Linked DNA regions of Sus scrofa: regions 1, 2 and 3 are each linked to region 4. The links are chromatin contacts, called in public Hi-C, HiChIP or PLAC-seq and promoter capture Hi-C maps. All regions are on one chromosome and are shown on one strand. Each heading gives the region's core, a stretch centred on a gene start, on an enhancer-like site or on the middle of the called end of the contact. The rest is flanking DNA. Distances are from core to core; before and after follow the strand shown. Region 1 holds the start of TOPORS (E3 ubiquitin-protein ligase Topors). Region 2 holds the start of DCAF12 (DDB1- and CUL4-associated factor 12). Region 3 holds the start of LOC110255598. Region 4 holds the start of BAG1 (BCL2 associated athanogene 1).

The links. Promoter capture Hi-C pulls out the DNA fragments that hold promoters and counts their contacts. Hi-C and Micro-C count contacts between places; a contact is called where the count stands out from the background. HiChIP or PLAC-seq counts read pairs in DNA pulled down with a chosen protein or histone mark.
Region 1: an H3K27ac HiChIP or PLAC-seq map of alveolar macrophages shows a contact between it and region 4. The contact joins the promoter of TOPORS here to the promoter of BAG1 in region 4. A contact is called at or near these places in 3 of 47 Hi-C or Micro-C datasets (heart right ventricle, liver and skeletal muscle) and 1 of 2 datasets of contacts at active chromatin or transcription factors (alveolar macrophages).
Region 2: a promoter capture Hi-C map of fetal liver shows a contact between it and region 4, with 2.3 times the contacts expected there. The contact joins the promoter of DCAF12 here to the promoter of BAG1 in region 4. A contact is called at or near these places in 1 of 5 promoter capture datasets (fetal liver) and 1 of 47 Hi-C or Micro-C datasets (heart right ventricle).
Region 3: a contact with region 4 is called in a Hi-C map of heart right ventricle, with 3 times the contacts expected there. The contact joins the promoter of LOC110255598 here to the promoter of BAG1 in region 4. A contact is called at or near these places in 1 of 47 Hi-C or Micro-C datasets (heart right ventricle) and 1 of 2 datasets of contacts at active chromatin or transcription factors (alveolar macrophages).

The regions. Positions count from the first base shown.
Region 1 is chr10:33,864,289-33,868,639 of Sscrofa11.1, forward strand. TOPORS (E3 ubiquitin-protein ligase Topors) reads left to right here and starts at 1,679. Exons shown (of 3, transcript XM_013980194.2): 1 at 1,679-1,951; 2 at 3,463-3,657. The coding sequence starts at 1,949. NDUFB6 (NADH:ubiquinone oxidoreductase subunit B6) reads left to right here. Exons shown (of 4, transcript NM_001044554.2): 4 at 545-704. The coding sequence ends at 613.
Region 2 is chr10:32,671,699-32,675,852 of Sscrofa11.1, forward strand. It overlaps DCAF12 (DDB1- and CUL4-associated factor 12), which reads left to right and starts at 2,284. Exons shown (of 9, transcript XM_021064687.1): 1 at 2,284-2,680; 2 at 4,024-4,154. The coding sequence starts at 2,603.
Region 3 is chr10:33,999,301-34,003,860 of Sscrofa11.1, forward strand. It overlaps LOC110255598, which reads left to right and starts at 1,906. Exons shown (of 3, transcript XM_021064275.1): 1 at 1,906-2,266; 2 at 2,347-2,821. The coding sequence starts at 1,906. ACO1 (cytoplasmic aconitate hydratase) reads right to left here and starts at 2,595. Exons shown (of 21, transcript XM_003357729.3): 1 at 2,456-2,595.
Region 4 is chr10:33,226,226-33,230,232 of Sscrofa11.1, forward strand. BAG1 (BCL2 associated athanogene 1) reads left to right here and starts at 1,403. Exons shown (of 7, transcript NM_001244791.1): 1 at 1,403-1,801; 2 at 3,326-3,454. The coding sequence starts at 1,633. CHMP5 (charged multivesicular body protein 5) reads right to left here and starts at 1,012. Exons shown (of 8, transcript NM_001244744.1): 1 at 915-1,012; 2 at 7-111. The coding sequence starts at 983.

The DNA.
Region 1 (4,351 bases), core at 429-2,928, 640 kb after region 4:
ATAAAAAAAAATAAAAAAAATAAATGATTCTTCTTTTGGCACCTCTTTTTAAAATCCACTTAACAACCCACCTGCATTACCGAGGTGTCTCTTGTTGGGGTGATTGTAAGCTGCCCAGGGAAAGTGTGCATTCTGCAACACCTGAGCCAAACAGTAAACTGGTGATGGCCTAACACATTCAGTTTCTGGGAACACATTACCTCCTTATTATTGAAGTGAAGATGTTTCCCTGCAACTTCTTTCAAGGGATTCTCCTATTTCTTGGGGCTAAGCAAAATAAAGATTATCTCTTTATCACTTTGTAAAGTCAACTTTCTTGTTCTTTCTGGTCATTTTGCTTGAGTGAAACTTCCCCTCTTCTTTCACTTACACCTTAAGACTTTGAATACTGGTTGCTTATCTTCAGACAGCATCTATTTTGCTTTTGTCCCTTTTAAAGTGTGAATGACAGAGCTGAACTAGATTTTCCACAAGGTCTATCCACATGGTGGAACTATCACCTCTGAAGACAAGATTTTTCACTAATGCATCTTTGTTTTTCTAGGGTGATACAATCCTGGAAACTGGAGAAGTAATCCCACTAATGAAAGAATTTCCTGATCAACATCACTGAAGATAACTTTAAAATTTCAAAGGCATATGAGCTATATTACCACACTTACTGAATATATTTTCTGGAAAAGTAACTTTAATAAAGTTTACTCTCAGATATGTGTCTTTTTCTTCCCAAACATTATACAATTTGAGACTCTTTGAATTATTTAATAAATAAAAACTGGGCATGTTAAATGATTTGAGCAAGTCACTTTTTTGGCCATTCTTGATTTGGAAAGAGGATGTAGGAAATTTAGTCACATGATAGTTTTTTTCTTACAGTATGTAATCTAGTCTTATGTGAAGGTATGCAACATAATGAAATCATGCAATAAATATAAGAAATTTTACACACTTTCAATTTTTTCTTTTTGCCTTTTAGGGCCGCCCCCCCCCACACACACATGTAAATTCCCAGACTAGGGGTCTAATTGCTACAGCCATGGCCATGCCAGATCTGAATTGCGTCCACCACCTACACCACACAGCACATGCAACTCCAGATCCTTAACCCAAGGAGTGAGGCCAGGGATTGAACCGGCATCCTTATGGCTACTAGCCTGGTTTGTTACCGCTGAGCCACAATGGGAACTACAGATTGTTTTAAAGAAGGCTTTTTGAGGCATTTCAAAAGTGTTTTAGAAACTAGCTTGAAAGGCTGTCAGATCCAGGTTCTTTGTTATATGAGATGATAAAAGACAAACCCCTAAATATTTGATAAATTAATACATTAACGGTTATTACAAAAGACTACACCAAAATGAAAGTGGAAACTTGTATTAAGGATTTTATTGTGAATCAAGACGAGTCCGATAAGCATGAGGTAAAGAACTGTATATACATAGAATTAAATTCAGAGGCGTTACAAATGTTCATTCGTCCCGAACATTTTGTCTGGGTGTTCCTTCTTTAGCTGTCGCCGCGCAGCTACAGTTGATGCATAGATGACATATCCCCATGAGAGTAGTACGACCGCGAGGAGCAACTGAAAAATGCAAGAAAAGGAGTAAAAGCAAAAACACGTGAGTGGCATTTCCTCCCCGCCCCCATCAGACAGCCCTGCACGTTGCCAAGGTGCAAATTTTAATAACAAACGAATAAATGGGGTTCCGGAGGCGAGTACACCAAGCCGCCCTGACGTAAGAAGCGGAAGAGCGTGTCCTCCAGGAAGAGGCGGAGTCGAGGTGAGGGAGTGAAAAGCTTAATTCAGGAATGGATTTTGGAGTTTTTGGGCGCTGAAGAAATACGGGGCCTTCCACCCGCGGGCCGGAGGAGTCGAGCCCTTGGGGCCCCGCCAGGCCCGGGGCCTACCGCTGAATAAATCCGGTCTAGGGTGCGGCGACTCACTGGCTTCATGGTAAGGAGGCGGCGGCGGTCCACGGGCACGGGCGGAAGCTACAGGCCTTGTAGTATCCTCCGGGGCGGTGGCTGCCGGGCGGCGGCGGCGGCGGCGGCCATCTTGCAGCCGGGCGCGAGCGCCCGCCCCGTCGCCTCCGCGCGCGTTTCCCATCGAGCGGCCGGCCTCTTCCGCCCGGAGCTGGGGGCGGGTCACGTGACGGCGGCCTAGCCCGCCTTTGAGGGAGGAGGTGAGAGAAACGAGGAATTATTTACTTCAAAAGTGGGTTTTTTGTTTTTGCCGCTGAGAGGGATAGGCTTGACTCGTCAGCCGATCTTCCTTCACTTGCTGTGCAGTATTAATGCAGGATAAGGTACTGTCGTGTGCATTTAAAAGTTTACTTGAAAAAAAAATCCACGTTTTAAATATTACACCGGCGTCCAGCGGTGGAAGAATTAATGTTTCCTCCGGGACTTGTTCCCACAACATAGGTAGTCGTTCGTGTATATTTATCTTTGAAGTAAGCTAGAATGCCGCCCGCTTTTATGTTAACTAACGCATCGTTATGGGAGTCCTTGTTAATTGAGCTTCTTTAAAAAGTCTTTGAGAACGCGATGGCTTGTTGATGCCAGTGATACTTATAAAAAGAAATCACCTGGCACGGACTACCTAGCCTAATGTACCTGCCAATCAACAAGTGTTGGTTGAACATTTGTGCTCAGAACGGTAGCAAGATCAGATAAATATTAAGCCAAAGGACGGAGTTCTGTACTCGGGCCGTTGTAGTAAGTTCAGCTCTAGAATGTTTGGGACGCGCACATTTGAGGCCTAACGGTAGAATGAGGCAACGGGCCGCTTTAGGCTCTAGATGTCTTGTCTCTAAGTATCTCAGTTATGAACTGCACAGAGTTTTCATCCAGCTTTCGGGGAGTGCGGAAGGAGGAAAACGTCATCTGGGGACGATTTCAAGGCTCTGTGGTCATAGGTAAAATCCCTGTTTATCCCCAGACTGGAATAGATCTCTGTCTCTGAAGACTGTAAACCTCGGACTTGGGATTCCATTCGAATCCCGGTGTTGGTTGGTAACTGCAACCGAAAGTCACTTCAGCTCCGTGTAACTCCGTTCCTTTATCTGTACAGCAGAGAGTTTCAGTAACTTCTCAGAGTTTGGTGAGGTTTGAAAGGAGATCGAACTAGTTACCGTGTCTTCCGGGTAAGGTAGAAGCGAACATTAACCCCCCTGCCGCCACCCCCCGAGAGATTGATAGTAACAGGAGTGAAGCTGTGGTAGCGATTTCTGTCTGGGGGGTGCTCTCGCCGCTCCCATTCCTGGGGCGGAGGGCGGTGGACGGTGGGGGAAGGGCCGGGTCCGGGCTGCGCGCGCTAGGCCCCGCCCTCGCTGCTGGCGTCTTCCACCGCGCATGCGTTACGTTGGCGGGTGCTGTGTTTTGACGCGCTGGGCCTGCCAAGTGGGTTTTGCCTTCTGCCACCGCCCCCAAGCTGCCATTGGTGATGATCGCTTTACGTCACAGGGGTCGCAGCAGCCGCCGGGGTCTCCGCTGTCTCGCGAGGAGGGTGAAGCGCCCCCGCCCGCTCCGGCTCTTGAGGGCCGGCGGAGAAGTCGCCGGGTTCGCCTTCGTGGGTCCTGCCGTCACCGACCCAGCTTTCTGGGCCGCCGGGAGCTTGCCACGAGCGCCCCAGCCGGGCCTGCACCGGCATCCTCCGAGGTGAGTGAGATCGGGAACAATGGGGCGCGGAGGTCGGAAGGGCTGGGCGAGCCCAAGCTCCCGCTCGCATCGAGGCCCAGGGGCGCGGGAGCTGCGGTCGGGCCTGAGGGGCCGTCGCGACCCGGCGGGCCGGGGTCTGGGACAACGGCTCCTGCGGCACACCTGTGGATCCACGCGGTTCGGGTGGGCGGGGAAGGGCTGCGTTTCTTAGCAGCGCTCCCGAGAGCGCGAGCGCGGCGGTGTACTAGATGGAGCTTGGTCGTAAGGGAAAAACCTGACACAAAACACAAAACAGTCGAGTCTGAATCGTGGCGTCACCTCTGTCAGAGATGTGACCTTGGATGGGTTGCCTAACCTCTCTGAGTATGTCTGTAAAATGGGAATAACAATATTTTAGTTCGTTGTGATTATGTAATGCACGCGGTGCTCACCCTAAGGAAGGGACTGTCGCTGTGGCTGTTGGAGTTGTCTGTGTACTGTTACATCCCTTGAGCCTGTGACTTCTTCATCAAGTCAGTGCAGCTTTTCTCACGGGCTGCTGATTGGTAGACTGGAAGGGGGCAGTACTGAGAAAAAACAAATAGTGATTTGAGTGCAAAAATGGATAGAATTTTTGGTAGGTAATTTTCGAGATTTTTTTTAGATGAATAACAACAAAGCTATCGAAGATTTAATAGCCGGTGAGAGTTTGGGG
Region 2 (4,154 bases), core at 1,034-3,533, 550 kb before region 4:
CAGCGAGCCATTATAGTAAATTATCGAGCCTGATAAATTCATGGAAATCCTGAGTTTATCTTTTTTAATATTGATTGCCATTTGAACTATTTCCAATTTAGGCCTACTTTGAATAAAGTTGCTATGAATATTCTTGTAAATGACTTTTGGTGGACATAAACATTCATTTCTTTTGGGTTTACAAAGTAGAGCCGCTTGGAGTTCCCATCATGGCTCAGTGGTTAACGAATCCGACTAGGAACCATGAGGTTGTGGGTTTGATTCCTGGCCTTGCTCAGTGGGTTAAGGATCCGGCGTTGCTGTGAGCTGTGGTGTGGGTCGCAGATGCGGCTCGGATTCCACATTGCTGTGGCTCTGGTGTAGGCCGGCGGCTACAGCTCCGATTTGACCCCTAGCCTGGGAACCTCCATATGCTGTGGGAGCAGCCCAAGAAATCGCAAAACAAAACAAAACAAAACAAAAAAACAAAGTAGAGCTGCTTGATGATAGGGTACATGTATTTAGCTTTGGTAGGTACTGCCACAGATTTTTTCCAAATTGTTTGTGCCAATTTACACACCCACTCGAGAGTTCTAATCATTCTACTTTCTCACCAATTCTTGGTATTATCAGTCTTTTAAAAGCAATTATAAACTTTTAAACTTCCAAATAAATCTTCATTCTATTTTGTTCCCACAGAAATGGTGAGCTCTGCATTCAGGGATAGTTCCTGGGATGTCAAAATGAAGTGCACCAAGCTTGAGGATAAGCCTAAGACCTCTGACATGAACAGAGACCAAGATTCAAATGCAGCCAAGCATTAGCTTAGAGATTCTCAAAGGAATTCCAGACTCTTGGCCAATGGGCTCCTGGGTCATCCAGAGCATTGTGAGGCAAGACAGAACTGGAACAACTGGCTCAAAAAAGGAAAGCTGACCCACTGCTGACCCACTTGGGTGTATGTCTCTGAAGAGATAGTCCTGACTAAGTAAGATGGGGCTGCCTTTCCCGAGGTGGCATTAGGGATTAGCTGCAGTGCTGACTTGGGATGGCGGAAGACACTGTCTCAATCTGGTTTTTGGTTCGGCTTGGAAAACAAATCCAAATCTCCTTGTAGGCAGAACTTCAGATGGGCCAACAGAGCTCCCTGCAGGTATGAGGCCTGAAGCCTGAAGGGATGGATGAGCAGGTAACTGGGCACTAAAGCCTGAGGCCAGTCAGCCCCAAGCCAAGCAAGAGCTTCCTGCTTCCTCAAAGGATTTCTTTATCTGAGCAAAGTGGGGGCTGGCACTCAAATCCCTACACAATCTTCTGAAAACGGAGGCAAGGGTGATTCTGAAGGAAGAGCGCTTGTCCGGTGACCAATGCCAGCTTTAACTATACTGACAGGTCAAACGCCACTCTTCTCGGTGGTTTAGAATTTCACCCAATCTGCCCTGATGGAGACGCAACTTGGGCCCCAAGAGAGAAGCAGGGAGTGGCAGACAGACCTCTGTTCCAGTCCTTAGCTTAGAACTGCATGGGAGACTAAGAAATATAAATCACGGAGGGAGGCCTATTTCGTAGAGCACAAAAGACAGTGCGGCCAGGAGGTAGTGGGACGCTAAAGGGCAGTGAGGTCCCACGCAGCAGCTAAGGGAGAGGTGACTGGAAGGCTGTTGCGGTTAGTACAGCGACGGGGGGGGGGGGGGGGGGCAGCCGAGGGAGGGAGAAGACCGGGTGGAAAATGAAGCCCAAGAGCACCCCAGGAGTTGGGGAGAGGGCAGCCAGAGGCCCCTGGGATGGTGTTGGTGGGGGAACCCGGGCAGGGCCGGACAAGTTCTCTACAGTGTGAAAGTCTGAACAAACTGCTGTGGATTTCGAGCCGGACTCCACCTTGCGGGGTCGAGAGTGGGTGTGGCGGGAGAGGGTAGTTATGCCTCTTCCCGAAGTGTCCAATCCTTGGAGCCAGGGCTCGGTTTAATAGAGTTCGGGGAAACGTGCAGCCTTCAAAAGGAGATAACCAGAAGCGACTGCGGGGTAAAGGCGTGTTAGGAGGGATTCCTTCTCCGAGCGAGGTGCCTGCGCTGGGCAAGCGGGCGCGCAGGGCGGTGAAGTCGGCGGGTAGAACCTAAATTCCTTTACCCGCAAGTCGCACATCTCCAGCGGTCGTCAGACGGCGGTTGAAAAATGTCCGGAGCGCGGCGCGGGGGGCGGGGAGGGTGGGGTTAAGCAACAGCCACAAACTCTACTGCGAACCCCAAACCCCGCCCCCTAGTCCCGACCGCGTCTCCTAGACGACGTGCTGCCAAGTGCGGCTGCGCGAGGGTGACGGAGCGCGGGCGAAGGGGAGGGGTGTTTTGGTTCCAGCCGCTCGCCGTCCTTTCCAGACTCCGTCGTCGTAAAGCTTCGGGTTCCTGCCTCCCCTTCCCCTTTCCCTTCCCTTTCCCGGCCCCAGTCCTCCTTCCCTCCTTCCCTTCTGCTTACCTTCCTTATTTTCTACTGCCGCCCGGGGTCCGGGTCATTTTCCGGGCCGAGCGCGCTAAGGTGCGCGGCCCCGGGGCCCAGTATATGACCCGCCTTCTTGCTCCCCCACGCTTCCCCCGCCCCATGTGGCTGCGGGGCCGCCGCGGCGCTGCCCACTATGGCCCGGAAAGCAGTTAGCAGGAAGCGGAAAGCGCCCGCCTCGCCGGGAGCTGGGAGCGACGCTCAGGGCCCACAGGTGAGGGCTGAGAAGTGGGAGCCGGGTGATTAGACCGAGACACCTAGGGAATAGGGTTCGCAGATGAGGAAACCTTAACGGGGTCCAAGATCTATAGTCGGGGGTTTGGAGGGGGGGAGCTGGAGGTGGAGGGGAAGAGCAGAACCTCGGTCTGTAGAATCAGGGATGGGCCCTTAGGAGTTCACTGGAAAGCAGAAAGACCGCAGGGCTGAGGAGCTAAAGGGGAACATGAGAATGAGGTATATTCCAGGGAGGCCTGCAGCCGGGAGTGGGGTTTGGGGAGAAGCAATCTGGGTTTAAAGGAAGGGGATCAAAAGGAATCGAAGGAAGGGAACAAAACCTCCCACAAATACGTGAAGGGAAAGTTAAGCCCCCCTTCCAGTGGCCGGGGGAAGCGGAGATGATTGCGTATCTCATATAGGAATGAGCCTCCCTAAGGATCCTCAAGCCCTGAGCTGGGTCTTTTGGTACTTGGACGCCTAGGAGAGACAGCAGTTTTCAGGTATCACTCCTATCCAGCTCTCTTTGGCAGGGAAGACCTTGGTGGTGGTATTCAGACTCAGATTTCCCATGCCTGCCACCCCTTTGGTGTTTAATTTTTCAAATTTTTCAACTGTCTGGAGCATGGACCTGGTGACAGGAAGGTGGCCATTGCCTGAAAGACCTGGGATCCTAGTCAGGCTCCTTGGGCTGCACCTTCTATGCTCTGCAGGGAGTGCAGGCCGAGACAGAGAAGGGGGCCATTAGAGATGTAGTCCAGGTCTGTCTCTGCCCTTTATTCCCTCCCCTATCAAAAGTACTCAGGTACTTTTAGATACCTGAATCCTTCACTTCTAAGAAGACTTAGTTTTCTTTTGTCCTTTTTTCTGCTTTCATGTCCTTGTCTTTCAGCCCTTGTTTCCTGTAGGTAGGTTTGACTATGAGCAGCATCTTTTCAATGTTGGGAGAGTTAAACTGGACTTTAGATTGACTTTGCTGTCTTTTGTTTTGTATTGTATTTTTTTTTTTTTGGTCTTTTTTTTTTTTGCCATTTCTTGGGCTGCTCCCGTGGCATATGGAGGTTCCCAGGCTAGGGGCCGAATCGGAGCTGTAGCCAGCCTACACCAGAGCCACAGCAACGCCAGATCGTTAACCCACTGAGCAAGGCCAGGTATTGAACCCGAAACCTCATAGTTCCTAGTCGGATTCATTAACCACTGCACCACAATGGGAACTCCTAGTATTGTGTTTCTGTTGTATGTAAATCCTGCAGAAAGAATTTTTGTTGAGTTCCTTAATACAGTAGGATCTCTCCATCTGACAAAGGTAGCAAAAGCCTTGATTTTTAATTTTGCTTTCCACAGTTTGGCTGGGATCATTCACTGCACAAAAGGAAAAGACTCCCCCCAGTGAAGAGATCCTTAGTGTACTACCTGAAGAACCGAGAAGTCAGGCTACAGAATGAAACCAACTACTCTCGAGTGTTGCATGGTTA
Region 3 (4,560 bases), core at 656-3,155, 770 kb after region 4:
TGTCCTCGGTGTACAAGTAACCATAGGGGTTGTTTTTCGTCATATCAAGTGTGACGCTTGCTTAGTACTTACTAGAAAGTATTAATAAGCAAAGCGAAGAACATCTAAAAACACACTGAACCCACAACCAAGAGAAAAATCACTCAGCGTTTGGCGCAGCTTTCGCCTCTGTCCACGCATGTGCAGATCTGTATGTACATGCACAAACTTTCTCTCCTCATAGCAACAGGAACACAGGGAAAGAGTCTTGGATAACATGTTTTTCAGTTTCACTGTGTTGTATGACATTTCATGGAGCAGCATTTTATAACATCAGTTTAAGGGCTGCATCATAATCCATTAAAGAATACTCCTTTCTGGTACTTCTAACCTTGGGCAGGGGTTTATGGCAGACAATACTGTTCAATAAACTGTTTTGCTCTGGGAGGGCTCTTTCTCTCCATATTATTTTGAGTTAATATGTACTAGTATCATATACGTCCGTTCAGAAATGTGATGGGACAATTCAAGTCATTTGTTTTATCAGGAGAGAGGAAGTGATGAGAACATTCTTACCAGAGAAATGATCCTTTAAAAAGTATAGGTTGTTGGGATTTTAGGTTTTTGTTTTCTCTGTTTTCAGGTGGTAAAAGCAATACACGAATGCTGCAAGCTAGGCAGACATGTGATATTACAAAGAGTAACAGGTTCCTTCCATGGACTCTGGATACCACTGCCTGGAACTGGCTACTGTTAATAGTTTGGTATGCCTGTCTTCCACATATTTATAAGGCTACATATATGTGTGAACAAGAAGCCAAGGAAATGATCCAGTGAGGGATCACACCTACCACACACCAGCAGGCAGGACAGACACTGGATTCTGGCAGGGGCTAGGAAAGGGCCACTCACAGGGACATAGCTCTGAAAGTGCAAAGTGAAGGAGCCCCAAGATTGGGGGGATCATATTCCAATAAACTCCAGGCCACACAGCCACTCACAGAAATGAACATGGAGGAAAGGAAGGCAAAAACATGCCTCCCTGTTCTTTTGGAAATGAACTTCTCAACTTGCACAAACTCCTCCACACTTGGCCCCGGCTCCCCATCGGCAGGTCTCTGAAGGCACAGGTCCTGTGTGCCACATGACTGCCACAATCTGGACACGCACGGCTCAGCTCTGCAGGCAGCCAGAGGCATCTGAGAGCCCTGCCGGTTTCCAGAGTGAGGTCAGGCTTGGCTGAACCTACCAGAGGTTAACACTGTCCACACAGGGGGTGGTGTGTGTTCCCATTCAGAGAAAGATCACAAATAAGCGGGTCTAAAGCCCGGTGAAGTGACTAAAGCCTCTGAAGCATTTCCTTAGACCAGTGGTTCTCAAAGTGTGGTACTGGGGACCCAAGAGAGCCACGTGGTCAAAACCATTTCATTATAATACCAAGATGCTATTTGCTATCCTCGCTCTCACATTTTCAGGAGTCTACAGTGCAGTTTTCCAGAGGCTACATCACATGTAATAGTGCAACAGTCTGAATGCAGAAGCAGATGTAGGAATCTAGCTGCTGTCTATTACACCTGACATTAAAGAGATTTGCAAAAATACAATACAATGCCACTCTTCCCATTAAGATTCCGTTTTGAAAAGAATGGTTATTTTCATGAAAATATATCAACATATAATACATCCATTATTATTTTTAACTGAATTTCTAAATAAACATTTCTGTTTTAGTTATGTATGGTACATATACATATAACCCACATAAACCAAAGTCCTAAGTAAAGGGGTTTTTGACTCCTTCCCCCAAAGTTTGAGAACGGCTATCCTAGAGGCTGTCCAGACTCCCTACCCCCACCCGGGAACACCCTCACCCTACCTCCTCACACCACCCCCTGAGGAGGGTTCTAAGTGTGGCAGGGAGGGAGGATGGGCCATTCTAAAGTGCTGGCTGAATTAGGAAAGGCTGCCTGTGCTCCTTCCTGGATCTCTGAATCCAATAGGACGGGCTCTGTGCCCACCCCTTCCACGAGGGTCTCTTCCCCCTCCATTTTCATTTCAGCAGTTAGTGTGGACTCCCCATCTGTGCCCTCCTCAGTGCGGATTTCCCTATCTGGCCACCCGCAGCTCCGTGAGAGGCGCACACCCTCTTTGGGGTTAGGACTTCCCAGATCAGCCCGAACTGTCTCAACGTGGATTCTTCCGGCGGCCCGAACAGTCCAGGCAAATAAGGCTGAGGGGAGCCATTTCCCTGTCCTCCGCGCGGCACAATCTGGGGACAGGGCGAGGGGTCAGTCCCCAGGAACTAGTCCCCGATTCTCCCCTCGGCCTTCCCCGGATCCTCGCCCCGGGCCACCTTGTGCGCTGCAGCCGGGCGCCGGGAAGGTGCCCGGGTGCCGCGGGCTCGCACCCACCCCGCCTGGGCCGGAGCGGGCAGCGCTCTGGCCTGGGGACGTCAGTCGGGCCGCGTAGTACTCACCGGTACTGCACGGCAGGGTCTGACGGGCGGCCCGGCACCAGGCTGCGGGGCGCTCCAGTGCGCTGCTTGGTTCCAGCCGCTGCCTCCGAGCGCCTCCCTCTGTCGCCCTCGGGCCACCGGCCGAGGGGCGGAGCCGGGGCGGGGCGATGGTGGGGTGGCCGGTGCCCGACTAGGACCCGAGGCCCGAGGGGCGGGGTGGGGCGGGGCCTGTAGGCTGCGGGAGACCTCGCCCCCGCACGCCGGAGGGAGGGTGGCTAGAGGTCGCTGGCCGGAAGCTGTCTCCGGCCAGGATCCTCCTCCGCGGGCCCAGGGCCTGGGACACGCTCTCTATGGGGAGTGGAGTGTGACTGCCCGGCTCGCTAGAAAGTAAGCCCAAGGCGCGGGGAAGAAATGCTGCATTTTAAAATGATTTGGCCGTCTCGGTGGAGGCTTCATTATCTGGCGCCCTGGTACCTGCGGTCACCTCCCCTCTCTTTCCTTTTGCCCCCACCCCCACCCCTGTCTTTAATGACTTGCAAAGCACGCTGAATGACTTGCGGGGACTTCAAAGTTTCCATGATTACGAATGCAGAGTTTAAACGTTAATTTTTTTATTTTATTTATTTATTTTTTAATGTGTAACAACACTTCCTAATGCAGGCTGTTCACTTCTCAGAAGTCAGAGACATGGCCGAGTTGACACTGAGTGGGTTTTTTTGTCTGCACCGGCTTTGATATGTTGCTTGGAGTTGCGCCTGCTCAGGCAAAGGTGGATGATTAGGTCTTTCTAGATGAAAGGTGAGATATTCTTGCCCAGTTTATATAGAGAGTGATTATAGTTTTCTGTCTTGAGTTTCTGAATAAAAGGATGAATAAATAATAACTAATACTGATTCCGGCTGCTACCAGTTACCATGTACTTACTCTGCCAGGGCCCTGTGATGCATATGTTATTCAGTTCATTTCTTCCAATTGCCCCATAAAGGGAGAAATATGACCTTGTTTTGCAGACATGAAATGTTCCTTAGCTGGGATTCAGTCCCCAGGGATTTCTGACTCTTAAGCCCCATTTCATCATGCTGCACGGTAGGCTATAGCTGTCCCCTACTTAAATTTTATATTTAAATATAAAAGGTTATCTTTAATTTTGAAAGAGGACATATCCCTTTTATTTCCAGTATGGGAGAAGACTTTTTTCTCACCCACTTTCTAAAGTCCTTTCATTCACTTTCATTGAACAAACTCCAACCTGAGGAGTTCCCATTGTAGCTTACTGGGTCATGAACCCAAACAGTGTCCATGAGGACTTGCGTTCAATCCCTGGCCTCGTTCAGTGGACTAAGGATCTGGCGTTGCTGCCTTGAGCTGTGGTATAGGTTGCATATACCACTTGGATCTAGGTGTAGGCAGCTGTAGCTCCTATTCGACCCCCAGCCTGGGAATGAGTGTGGCCCTAAAAAGGAAAAAAAAGAAAAAGCTACATTCATAACAAGGAAAGGCAGTTCTTGGGCTCATCTTAGCCTCCCACAAATATCCAACTGCCACCCCTTTCCATGCCAGTCATAGTCTTAATTTTTATGCCCTCTTTCTTACTGAGTGCCTTAATTCCTGAGCTGCCTTCGCAGGAAACCAGGATCCCCTGGCCATCTGCTTTACAATTAAGCACCAATCCCCTCAACATAGCTACTAATACAAACCAAATGTGATTAAATGTCCCATTGAATCCTTACAAGAGCCCTTGGAGACTTGTGACATTGTTGCCACTTTGCAGATGAGGAAACTGAGATTCAGAATGATTATATGACCTGCTTCAGGTCATATAACTTGTAAGTGGTGTTGCCGGGGTTTGAGCAAAGGCTGATCTAATTCCAGAGCTTGTGCTTTACATTCTATGCAACCAAATAAAATTTTATTTATATGAACATTGGCTATTGTGAGGTTATATGTTATTCATTCTTTGCAGAAAAGAAGAGGATCTTAAATGTCTTAGGAGGGAACACTGATCTGTTACCATATGGTCTAGAATTTGTAATTATTTTCAGGGCTGCGTCTCCCTGATAGCACAGAGGTCCCTGCTGCAGTCCTGTAATTTAGGTGCTCACAGGTAAAGATGCTCCCTATCCTGG
Region 4 (4,007 bases), core at 153-2,652:
CCTTACCTTTGCAGGACCCTCTCTCATCTTTTTGATCTGATCCTTATACTTCACTAGCTCAGCATCCAGGCGAGAAATCTTCTTGTCAATGGATTCTGCCCTGCTGTCCACCTTGAGGGAAAAAAAAATATCAAAGGCAGTGGTAGTTATGGCAATACATTTACATGAAAAGTGGCAGGAGAGGAGTGAATAAAGAGGAATTAAAAAAAGGAAAAATAAGAGCATAAAGTGAAAGGTGAAAACAGATATTTCTAATGGTGGGGAGGAAGATACCCGGTCAGAAACACTGGTGGGGCTTTTATAAACTATACCCCAGATTGTAATATTCCAGAGTTGCCCTCAAGTGTATTTGAGCAGAAAAATAATTTGAGAACCCCTCGTCTGAGTTGAGATTTCTCTAGAATCAGAGACTAGTCCAGCTGGGGGCTCAATCAGGAAATAGGCCAGTGCCCAGTGGATCCAGGCTATGGCTGTAGATCTATTTGCTTCAATAGAAAGTGGTGGCTTAACATAAGAGGCCAGGGTTCTGAATTTTGTGTTACTGAGATTCAGAATGTTGAGGTAGGATATCAAACCGAGGATGGGGACGTGAGAGAGGGATGAGCGATGGTAGAGGAATTAGGGGTCGACTGGACGAGGTGGGAAGAGTGTGTGAACCAGTGAGGGGATAAAGAGTGAGTGGACGCGGGCTTCAGAAGGGGTGGGGCACGAGTAGGGCGAGACAGCGATGGCTTAGGGGGTCCCTGATTTGTGGCGTCACGAATGACCTGGGTAACAAGAACCAAAGTGGGGTGGCGAGAGCTGAGGTGTAATGAGCCCGGGCCCCGGAATGGAGTGGAGGAGTAGAAGCCTTGGGTGGGCGGGGTCGAAGTGTCAGAGTCCCTGAGCCTAGTTATGTGTGGTAAAGTGCCCACCGTGCCAATGCAGTCGGTCAAGCTGGGCGGCGGAGCCTTGGGTTTCGCTTTCCCGAAGAATCGGTTCATCTTGAACAGCCGCAAAGAGAACCTAAACACTGGAGCAAAACCAGAAACGGAAGCAGAGTCACCTCCGCCTCCGACTTGACTTCCGGACCCTGGCGCAAGCGCAATGTGCCTATTGGCGTTTCCCGATCCTTTTTCCGGATCTTCAACTGGGCCTTCCGGGGAAGGAGAGCGGCTGGAGGTAAGAGGTGAGGGACGCACATTCAGCAGGGGGCGTGGCTTCAATGGCGGTCGTGGGCGTGGCCCCAGAGGAGCCAGGCGGAGCCTCGCTGAGTGGGTGGGGCCTGGGGGCGGCTTCCTCGGAACAGAGCCCGCAGAAGCCAGCTGGGCTGCTCTGAGGGGCGGGGCCGGCGGGCCCGGGCGAGGCGGGGAAGGGGACCCGCGGGGTGGCAGGACGCCAAGCTAGGTTCCCACCGCTGGGAGGACAACAAACGCGGGTCTGGCGGAGAGCGGCGGCGCTCGGAGACCGCGAGGCGACCGGGAGCGGCTGGGCCCCCGGCGGCGCGCCCCTCGGCCGGGCCGGGAGCCGCGTCAGTCGGTGCCCCCAGCCGAACGCGGTTCGCCTCCCTCCGAGCGATCAGCTGTCCGGAGTGTGACCAGAGGGCATGCGGGATCCACCAGAGGTGCCGCCGCCTGCTCTCGCAGGCCGCGGATGAAGAAGAAAGCGCGGCCTCGCTCGGCCGGGAGCGAAGAGGTGACCCGGAACGAAGAGGTGTCCCGGAGCGAAGAGGTGGTCCGAAGCGAAGAGGCGGCCCTGAGTGAAGAGGTGGCCCGGAGCGAGGAAATGGCGGCAGCAGGGCTCAGCGTGACCGTCACCCACAGTGAGCGCGGGCTGCGGTGGGCTTGATCCCGGGCTACGAGAGTCCGTCGGGGTCTGTGGGTTAGGCTATGTGCCCTCTCGAAGTGTGTGTCCTTGTGTTTGGTGTCGGGACGCATGGGATCTTGTCTGGCCATGGGGCCGGCTTTTGTACGGGTCTTGTTTCGGCACACCTTTCCATGTGGCTGGTGTATTTTATCTCAGAGCGTTTTTAAGATCCACGATGTCAGTGCTTCACGTCGTGGGTTGTGGTCCTTATGTGTGTTACAAGTGTGGGCCTGCGTAGTTGTTGGTCTTTATGCCAGGCTTGAATTTGGCCATGTTGCTTCTGATTGCTATGTGTAACTCCTATCTACTGTTTGAGTTCGTTGGGTTCAGGCATACACTCTGGGCACCCTTTGGGTCTGCTTACTGTTGGAGTTGACACAGAGCTAGACAAGATAGTTCTCTAGAGAGCTGAGTTCATGGGGTTTCTTCAGGACCAACTGGTAGAGACCTCAAGGCTTCAGAATCTGTAGACCAGGATTCTAAATTCTGCAGGTTTGAGTGACCTTGGAATAGCTCCTTTCTAGGCAGCTCTTTCTTCTATGTGAAGTAGAATTAGTAACACCTGTCCTGCTGACTTCATGCGGCTGTCGAGCAGACTTAAGTGTTGGCATAATGAGCTGGACACAGGCTACCTCCTTACTGTCCACATACCCAGAAAGGAATCTTCCAAAAAGAAGTTTTCTGCTGTTTCAGTTTATTCACTCATTTGTCTGTTTATTGGGCACCAGCCATGTATGTGACCAGGTGCCCAGTGGGAGAAAGCTGAAGAAGAAACATTACAGCAAAGGAGACATAGTTCCTGACTAGTACAACACAGAGTAGAGGACAGAAAGGCCACAGGAGAGAGATGGCTTGTGAAGAAAAGCACAGATCTGGAATTAGACAGATCTGAGGTCAAGTACTGACTCTAGAGTTTGGTCTCATTAGACAGGTCTTAACTGGACTGAACTCAGTTTGCTTATCTAGCTGTGAAATGGGGAATAATAGGACCTATTTCATGGGGTTGTTCTGATGATTAAGATTGCATAAAATGAGTCTAGTCAGCTGCTTATGAATGTTAAGTGCTTAAAATATTAGCTGATTATCACTGATACTGTTAGTTACTATAATAAGGAAACAAAAATACTTGAGCAGACCTTGAAGGCTGGGTAAATAAACTGTCAGCCTATATTGATTTGTGTGAAAGAGTTTTCTTTTTTCTTTTTGTCTTTTTTAGGGCCGAACCTGCAGCATATGGAGGTTCCCAGGCTCAGGGTCGAATCAAAGCTGCAACTGCTGGCCTATGCCACAGCTACAGCAACGCCAGGTCTGAGCCAGTTCTGCAACCTACACCACAGCTCACGACCTACACCACAGGTCATGGCAACTTAGGATCCTTAACCCATTGAGCAAGGCCTCATGGGAACTAGTCAGATTCACTTCCGCTGAGCCATGACTCCTGAAAGAATTTTCTTCATCTAAACCTTCTCTATCTCCCCAGGCAATGAGAAGCATGATCTTCAGGTTATCCCACAAGAGGGCTGTAGTGAACCAATTGTCCAAGACCTGGCCCAGGTTGTTGAAGAGGCCACAGGGGTCCCACTGCCTTTTCAGAAACTCATATTTAAGGGTAGGTATTTCTTTTCCAGCTTTGAGCCCTTACAGCCAAAGGACCTATTTAAAACTTCTTAAGCTTACCTAATAGTGATTCTTAGTTTTCAAACTGGGACAGTTCTTATGTGCTTGTTCATTCATTCATTCCTTCAACAAATTTTTATTGAGGACCTACCATGTACTGAATACTTGCAAACATGTGTCCCCATTCAGCTACATGAGAGTGGCAGAAATATTACCACTTTTGATGAAGCACATGGGCAGTCTTTCTTGGGTAACTTAGAGCCTCTTCCCATTGTGTGTTCTTATGGCACTCCCTACCACTTCTTCATAACTTGTATTGCATTTTGTTTTGTTTTTTTTCTTTTTTATGGCTACACCTGCGGCATATGGAAGTTCCTGAACCAGGGGTCGAATCCGAGCTGCAGCTGTGGCCTACGCCACAGTCATGGCAACACCGGATCCAAGCTACATCTGTGACCTCTGCCACAACTTGTGGCAGCACCAGATCCTTAACCTGGGAGTGAGGCCAAGGATCAAACCTGCATCCCCATAGAGGCAACATTGCT